Linked DNA regions of Mus musculus: region 2 is linked to region 1. The links are chromatin contacts, called in public HiChIP or PLAC-seq maps. All regions are on one chromosome and are shown on one strand. The core of a region is the stretch at or near the end of the contact, and the rest is flanking DNA. Distances in the headings are between cores, read along the strand shown. Region 1 overlaps Vtcn1 (V-set domain containing T cell activation inhibitor 1). Region 2 has its middle 26 kb from the start of Gm32803.

Region 1 (3,738 bases), core at 73-2,572:
ACCGCTTGACACATTACCCATCACGTGGAGGCCTGGGAGGCTGCAGCCCTACTCCATACATTTCATTCTATGAGACAGGATCCCTGGGCATCTAACCTTTCAGTGTTCATTTTCCTACTGGGCTTGGGTAGGTCTGCTGTGTGTGTTGTTTGCAGCTAACACTTATTGAGTGACAGTATGCCAGGCACTGTTCTATGTCACTCATGAGCTCTCATTCTTATTATTTTTTTCTGGTAGAGGAAAAAAAAGGAGCAAATATGTATTGAGTTATTTACTGAAGTCACAGGCCTAAAGTGTGACAGAGCTGAAATAGTGACATGAAATTGGATTGTCTAAGGGAGAAAAGAGTAGAAGGTGAAATCGATAATTCTGTATCATTTTATAGAGGTCTAGTGAAATCTGATAGCACAAACCTGTAGACGCCACTGCCTAGGGAACAGGTACATCCAAAACCAAGGAACCGTCTTGAGTCAGTTGCTTAGCTTTGTTTTCATATAGTAACCCTAGGTATGGCTTCATTGGTATAACTTTCATATTGGCTGTGTCCTCACTAAGATGATCATAGAATTATCTTTGCTCCACAGACCTCTGAGTCGATTGTATTCTAAAAGGGTGGAGGGAGCAGAGGAACAAATCTGCCCTTGTTGGGAACCAATCACTCCGTTTTTCTGATGCTTTACCTTCATCACTGATGCGAACATCCAGCTTCTCTCTGACTCTCAACTCTTTTCTGTTTTTTTTACAGATTCAGAGGTCAAAAGGCGAAGTCAGCTGCAGTTGCTGAACTCTGGGCCTTCCCCGTGTGTTTTTTCTTCTGCCTTTGTGGCTGGCTGGGCACTCCTATCTCTCTCCTGTTGCCTGATGCTAAGATGAGGGGCCCTGGCTACACAAAAGCATGCAACGTTGCTGGTCCAACAGGTGAGGTCAAGCACAAAGAGCGTGCTGGATGGGTCATAGCCCAGCAAGCGTACCTAGCCAGTTCTCCTGCCCTAGACTGTTATGAAACAGAATCACACAGCCTTCAGCACCAGCCACAGGGAGGAATATACACTGATCTCAGGTCAGGGACTTTGTCCTAGAGGTGTGAAAGGTAAAATTTTAGTGTCCAGCACTAACCAAGGGCAGATACAAAAACCAACCCCACACAATCCAATCATTTATGTAACTTCAAACACCTATTCATTTGCTGAGTCATTAGCGGATTCCAAATTGCCTTTTCAAAAAGTAAGAACTGTTTGGTCCTGACTAATTACCCTGGGCTTCACTGTTATTCACACTGAGAGCCTTGTAATCCCTGGGTAAACGACCTTTTCCCCACCCCCATCCTAGTTTGTCCACCTTGGGCCCTGGTGACTCACCAGCTAGCCCTCCTGCTGAGATCTGTTCTCTGGCTCCAATGACTGATTGGACATTTCCACCTAAATATTCTTCTGCAAGTAGAATTTGCACAGAACTGAGCTGTGGAGTTCTGGTCAGCTCCCACATAAGGAAGGCTTCCTAAGGCTCACAGGTCCAGTGTTTTTTCTGACCGTCCTCTGTCCTTCATGTCAGCTGTTGCCATGAACCCTACAGTGTTCTCTCAGACTGATCCATTTGTATCACCTTATATCCAAGCTAATTCTAATTTAAAATTTTGTGTTTTATTATTTTTGTATGTACATGGGTGTTTTGTCATATGTATGTCTATGCCCCAAATATGTGCTCAGTGCCCATATAAACCAGAAGAGTATATCAGATTCCCTGGAACAGGAGCTATAGACAGTTGTGAGCCACCATGTGAGTTCTGGGAATCGAGCCTGGATCCTTTGGAAGAGCAACCAGGGCTCTTAATCACTAAGTGATCTCTTTAACCCAAAGTCTAGTTCTAAAACATTGTGTTTGCACCTCCCCCCATCTCTCTGTCTGTCTCTGTCTCTCTGTCTCTGTCTCTGTCTCTGTCTCTGTCTCTGTCTCTCTCTCTCTCTCTCTCTCTCTCTCTTATAGGTGATAGGAAACTAGGTATCAGGAAAAAAAATACACTATTACACTCTAGTGTCTCCTTGCTCTGGAACCCAGAATGAGTCTAGACACAAGTGTCTCAGAGCTACTGTCTTCAGCTGAGCAATCACAGTCCTCTATCTTCTTCCAGGCATGTGCACGTGTACACACACACACACACACTCACTCCCAGCCCCATTCTGGGAAATGTAGTCTACAGAAGTTTCTGTCCATGTGTTCCTTTATCCTTTACAGGGAAATGCTCTTCAGCCTAAGACCCCTTTCCTGAGGGCCCCTGAACCCCACATTCAGCTGGCCTGGGTATAGGCACACCCTACCCTCTCTGAGGCTTGTGTGTGCCTTGCCCAGATAGGTAAGATCTGGAGGCCGGCAAGACCTGTGCATTTGTTTCTTATCCCTCCTTCTCTCGTTTTCTGAGCTCTTAAGACAGTGCAGTGTAAGAAGTGGATTCTATGTAAGGGAGCCTGCCAGCTGCCCTCATTTCTGACCCCATGGCTTTCTGCAGAGGGAGATGTCCCCCAAGGAGCCACTCCTTAGGGATTTCACAGGTAGCCAGAGGAGCTCGACCTTCCTCCCTTGATTCCTGCTTACACTATAAATGAGTTCTTTAAATAAGCAGCAATTAGGCACTGTGGCCTGTAGAATATAGATTACTTATCCTTTTTTCTTATTCCCTTGGAGCAATAACTTTCAGCTTTGTAAAAAGTCATGTCAAGGGCTGGAGAGATGGCTCCATGGTTAAAAGCACCAATGGCTCTTCCAAAGGTCCTGAGTTCAAATCCCAGCAACCACATGGTGGCTCACAACCATCTGTAATGAGATCTGACACCCTCTTCTGATGCATCAGAAGACAGCTACAGTGTACTTAGATATAATAATAAATAAATCTTTTTTAAAAGCCATGTCATACATGTAAAAAGTGATGGTCACACATAGCACACACAGAATTGGACACATACTCAGCTGCCACTTTGTTGTCTGTAGAAAGTAACTTTCTCTATAGGAGAATAACTTTAAACCAAATAGATTTTTCTTTGAAGAGGTTTTTGGTTTGGTTTGGTTCAGGTTTTTTGTTGTTGTTTTTGTTCTTCACTAAGATTTCTAAAGTAAAGGGACAGATCATTATTTCAGATACACACTATTGTTGGCCAAGACACACTAGGTCCCATACCATCCAGCTAGGAAAAGAGGCAGATGGTGTCTTCCAACCTCATTCCAGAACCCTGCCTATGTCTATTGCTCTGAGGACCCACTTCTCTCCTGAGACTAGAACTGCAAGGTCTTCTCTTAATATAAAATTTAAGCCATCACCTTCCCAGAGTAGACCCAGATCATGGACCATGGGCCACAGGCCACAGTAGAACAGCAGAATACAGAAAAATAAGCCCATTTCAAAACAGGAGGTACACTCACACAAAGGCTAGGGAATGACGACTCTGGGTTCTCAGTAAACATCAGCCAAATGCCTATCATGATATCTTATTGTGTTCTTTCAGAATCCCGGAGAACTACAGAAATATTTTCCTCAAGACATGACCTAGTTTTATATTTCTAGAAGAAGATGAAATCATGTCTAGAAGTCTGGAGAGAGCAGACAGGAACAAGATGTGGAAGGAAAACAAAAGTAACCCACAGACACCCCCGATCGGAACAAGATGGACCTAGAAAATAATTCAACCAAACTAGAGTATACTAAGTGTGCTGTTACAATGTGTGTAGGGTAGGTGTCCTCCCACATCT
Region 2 (3,981 bases), core at 1,006-3,505, 430 kb after region 1:
CTTCTCAAAAACAAACAAAAAAAAAGAAGTTAATTTACTCTAGTATTAGGAATTCTCACTGGCTCCTACTGATCACGGCGTCCTTTTATATAAAGCCCCCTTTAAACAATCCATCCATATGCCCTAGGATTTATGAAGTGGCTGCTCTGAATTTTTGAGAACCCCTGTCCATCTCTCTTCTGCACTCAGAATCTTTTCTTGGGTCTGGCGTGGGTCAGCTCGGCTTGCCATGCTCCCTCGAAGATGATGCAACTCTGTACTCACCTGGCCAAAATCTCTCAACACTCAATAAACGTGACACCCTCTCTGATAAGAGGCTCCTTCCAAACCGTTAGCTGTTTCTTCACAGAAGGTGCTGGGACCTACTGTTTCCTTTGGGAACCACACAGGTAGAAAGCTGGAGAAACTGCCATTTGTACCTGCATCAGGTGGTACTGCACATGTGTGATCCCAGCATCCCAGACACTAGGGCAGAAGAGCCGTGAACTCAAGGACAGCCTGGCCTACACAGGGAGACCCTGTGCCAAAGAAAAGGAGGCAAGGGAGGAGGAGGGGAAGAGGAGAAACCTCAACTGCATCCCTTTTGCTCACAAAGAAGGCAGCGACTGGAATCCAATCTGGGTGGTTCCCCAGCATCCTGTATCATGGATCTTGTTGTTATGAACAAAAATATACACAGAGCACGCTGTTCGGGACACAGGAAGTCATCTTTAGTCTAGATGGTGATTTTAGGTTTGGATAATGAGTGTTCGGTTTCAGCAGTGTGTGTTTTTGTAAATGGTCAAACGAGCTGAGTCTCTTGCATTCCAAGAACACCGCCTATGTTTCTTAATTCCGTAGGAATGTAGTGAATTACAGTATTTGGTTATTCTTGCAGAGTTGAGTGTTTTCACCAAGCAATTGTTTGTGAGAGCTGAGCCCAGAGGACTATGGAAAGACAAGCAAGCTGCGTGTTCTCTTCTCCCTGGAAGAGATGGGGAAAGTGAACCAAGGGGTATTGGGAGCAGCCTAGACGAGGGGTCTCGGTCCTTCGCATGCATTAGTGGAGAGCAATGACTCTGCGAGCAGAATAGGAAGTTTGGGCGGGGGGGGGGGGGGGGGGGGGCTCAGATCTCCTTGCTCCCTCTGGGTCTTACAGGGGTAAGGCTGGGATTCCAGACAGTATGGTCCTGCCTCGGAGGGCACTGGCAGTAGGGGCAGTGGGGCTCAGGTCAGCTGGTGGCTGGATGGGAGCCCAGGAGGGAGACAGCATGGCTTGAATATGGAACAAAAGCACCTAGGGAACAGGATAACATAAAAGTCATGTGTCCAAAGACAGGGTCCCACCCAGCCGAGTGGGAATTGTCCCTACTGGAAAATTGGTGTGACTTTTTCTTTGTACAAAGATACCCCCAACTAACTGACCCCTCTGCCCATGGGACATGGCCACCGAGCAGGATACCCTAATGCACTGAGTCTGTCAGGGGCACTGAAAGGGCATGATCTGTCCTCACAGCCCAAGGAAGCTGCCTCACATCATGACGGCATCTCCTACCTGGAAAGCCACAGACCTGCCCTAGGAGATGGGAAGCATTTGTAATAGATCCAGAGGCCCCTGAATTGGAGACTAGGGATCCTGAAAGTTCTTCTGGTTTTCTTGGTTGACATTAGTTTTTCTTAGTTATCCTGCCTTCTTCTCTACCCCTGCCCCCGCCCCTCCTTTCTTGCTTGCTAGATGGTACTGATTGCTGTGTAGCCCAACCTGGCCTCAGACTTAAAAATTTCTCCCTTAGGTTCTCAGGTTCAAACTTGCTATCCTCCTGCCTCGGGCTCTAAGGGGCTGGGATTTCACAAACGCACGCACATCCGGTGGACTGTTCTACTTTGAATGTTAAATAAAGACTTGTTAAAGAGTCAGAGGTTTGAACTCTCCCTGGAGAAGTCCATGCCGGTTCTTAATGCTCGTACTTAAATCCACATTAAAACCTTTTCTTAATAAACTCCAATTAGCTTCAAAAAAACAAAGGCATCAGAAGACCGGCTCTAGGCTGTGGAAATAGGTAGTAAGTGGGGGAGGCAGAGGGAAGGCTCTGTGCTTGTGCACCTATGAAGAGGGATGACTGACTAGCCCCAGCTATCTCGAAGGCCAGGACAGATGGCAGTGAGGTGGACATTAACCTGGGGTTTGCCTCGAAGTGGCAGCAGTAGGTAAGCTGACAGTGGCCTGAAGGAAGTGAGTCACTCAGCACAACTCATTAGTGGCAGGGAAAGATTGTGGGAGGCAGTCAACACAGCCTGGTAGCCCGAGGAACCTCAAAGATTGCTCTGACAGCCTAGATCCTGCTGGGACAGGAAGGTGTTCCATTAGCGTGCCAGCTCTACTCCTGGCCGTGGCTTGTTCAAAGCAGTATTTCCGCACCGTCTGCCTTTTTCAGTCTGAGGGTTCATCTTCCGGGGGAGGGAGTCGGGAAGGAGAGTCCAGTGGGTAGCGCACCTTTCTCCTGGTGTCATCTAGCAATGAAGCGTAATGAAGTCAGCCTCCTCCCCTTTTCTCATGGTCTCCTCATAGAGAATCCTTTCTTGCAAAATCTGCCTAATTAGTGCTTCCAGAATGTTCCTAAAGCTGTTTTGTTTCAAATGGTAGCGGCCTCTCAGCTTACTGACCTGCATGTCATGTGAAGGACAGGTCCTGTTGAGTTCCTGTTGAACAGGATGCCAACATCCTGGCCTTGGTTCCAAACACCAGTCTTTCTCTTTTCTTTCTTCCTGTGATGAAAGATGAAGCCTTCAGCCTGGGGACTGTTCACCAGAAGCCCCGAGTCTAGCACAGCGGGTTTCAATGGGCAAGGGTTCTCAACCTGTGAGTTCGACACCACTGTTGCAGGATGTTGAACGACCCTTTCACAGGGGCCACGTAAGAGCATTGGCAAACACAGATATTTACATTACGATTCATAACAGTGGCAAAGTTACAGTTATGAAGTAACAACGAAGATAATTTTATGGTTGGGGGTCACCACAACATGAGGAACTGTGCTAAAGATCACAGCATCAGGAAGGCTGAGAACCACTGCTCTAGTCGAATGGAGTCCCCAGCCGCCTCCAGTCATCTGCACAGACAGATGTACCATCAGAGGAGCTTCACGTCTCTGAGCTGCCCTGGCCCTTGCTGCTGCTGGGTGCCTGTACCTGTGTCCGCATGCTGGTTTCTTCTCCCTATGAGCTTTGAATTCTCAGTTATCTGACTGAAAACCAATCCATCTGCTTCCGTGTGGTTCCTGTTTCCTGTGCCTGACTGCCTGCTGCCATGGCCAGTCAGGTATGTCTGGACCTTGGCTTTCTGACCTTACTCCCAGTTACAAAGCACCTGGACTGTGACACCTAACAGGAACACCTTAAGGTGACTTCTAGGTGGCCACACGTCCTACACTTTCCTTATTCTCGTCTCTCCATCCCCAGGGTGAGTGGCTTTGCACACAGTGTTAGGTCTCAAACTCAGGACAAATGGCTGAGGTCACTATTTGATATCAAAGCACACTGTTGGTCGCCAGGTTCTCAGCCACTACATGTTCTAGGACCATCCTGGCTGGCACATGCTGCCCCCTACCCTAACCTTTCCATCCCAGGGACTGGCCTGGGTCCCTTTTCCCAGCCTCTCTTTCTGATTTAACCCAGAGACTTTGGCTCCATTGGTATCTTTTGTGTCTTGGCCCCTTGTTCCACAGCTCCCCTCTTCTCCTCCTCTTCCTCCTCCTCCTCCTCCTCCTCCTCCTCCTCCTCCTCGTCTTCTTCTTCTTCTTCTTCTTCTTCTTCTTCTTCTTCTTCTTCTTCTTCTTCTTCTTCTTTCTCTCTCTCTCTCTCTCTCTCTCTCTCTCTCTCTCTCTCCCTCCCCCTCTCATGGCACAGTGCAGTCTGGGCCCATCTAGCTGCCCCTGGATGCACTCTCCCTTTTATTTGCACTAAGCCTTCTCAAGCCTCACCTAGGAGCGTCACGCTCCTTTC

Evidence for each region. HiChIP or PLAC-seq counts read pairs in DNA pulled down with a chosen protein or histone mark.
Region 2: a FOXA1 HiChIP or PLAC-seq map of pancreatic cancer cells shows a contact between it and region 1. The contact joins two enhancer-like sites. A contact is called at or near these places in 1 of 15 datasets of contacts at CTCF or cohesin (the NIH/3T3 cell line), 1 of 115 datasets of contacts at active chromatin or transcription factors (pancreatic cancer cells) and 1 of 9 other capture datasets (embryonic stem cells).

Annotation. Positions count from the first base shown.
Region 1 is chr3:100,891,804-100,895,541 of GRCm38.p6, forward strand. It overlaps Vtcn1 (V-set domain containing T cell activation inhibitor 1), which reads left to right. Exons shown (of 6, transcript NM_178594.3): 5 at 746-918; 6 at 3,495-3,738. The coding sequence ends at 873. Among named protein-coding and RNA genes, the nearest start is that of Gm40108, 15 kb to the right of the region's middle. Within about 2 kb of position 1,323, at least 20 of the 459 cell types and tissues checked have an H3K27ac peak or open chromatin away from gene starts, as enhancers often do. A contact at or near this core is called in pancreatic cancer cells, where this site is marked.
Region 2 is chr3:101,320,341-101,324,321 of GRCm38.p6, forward strand. No RefSeq gene overlaps it. Among named protein-coding and RNA genes, the nearest start is that of Gm32803, 26 kb to the left of the region's middle. Within about 2 kb of position 2,256, at least 29 of the 459 cell types and tissues checked have an H3K27ac peak or open chromatin away from gene starts, as enhancers often do. A contact at or near this core is called in pancreatic cancer cells, where this site is marked.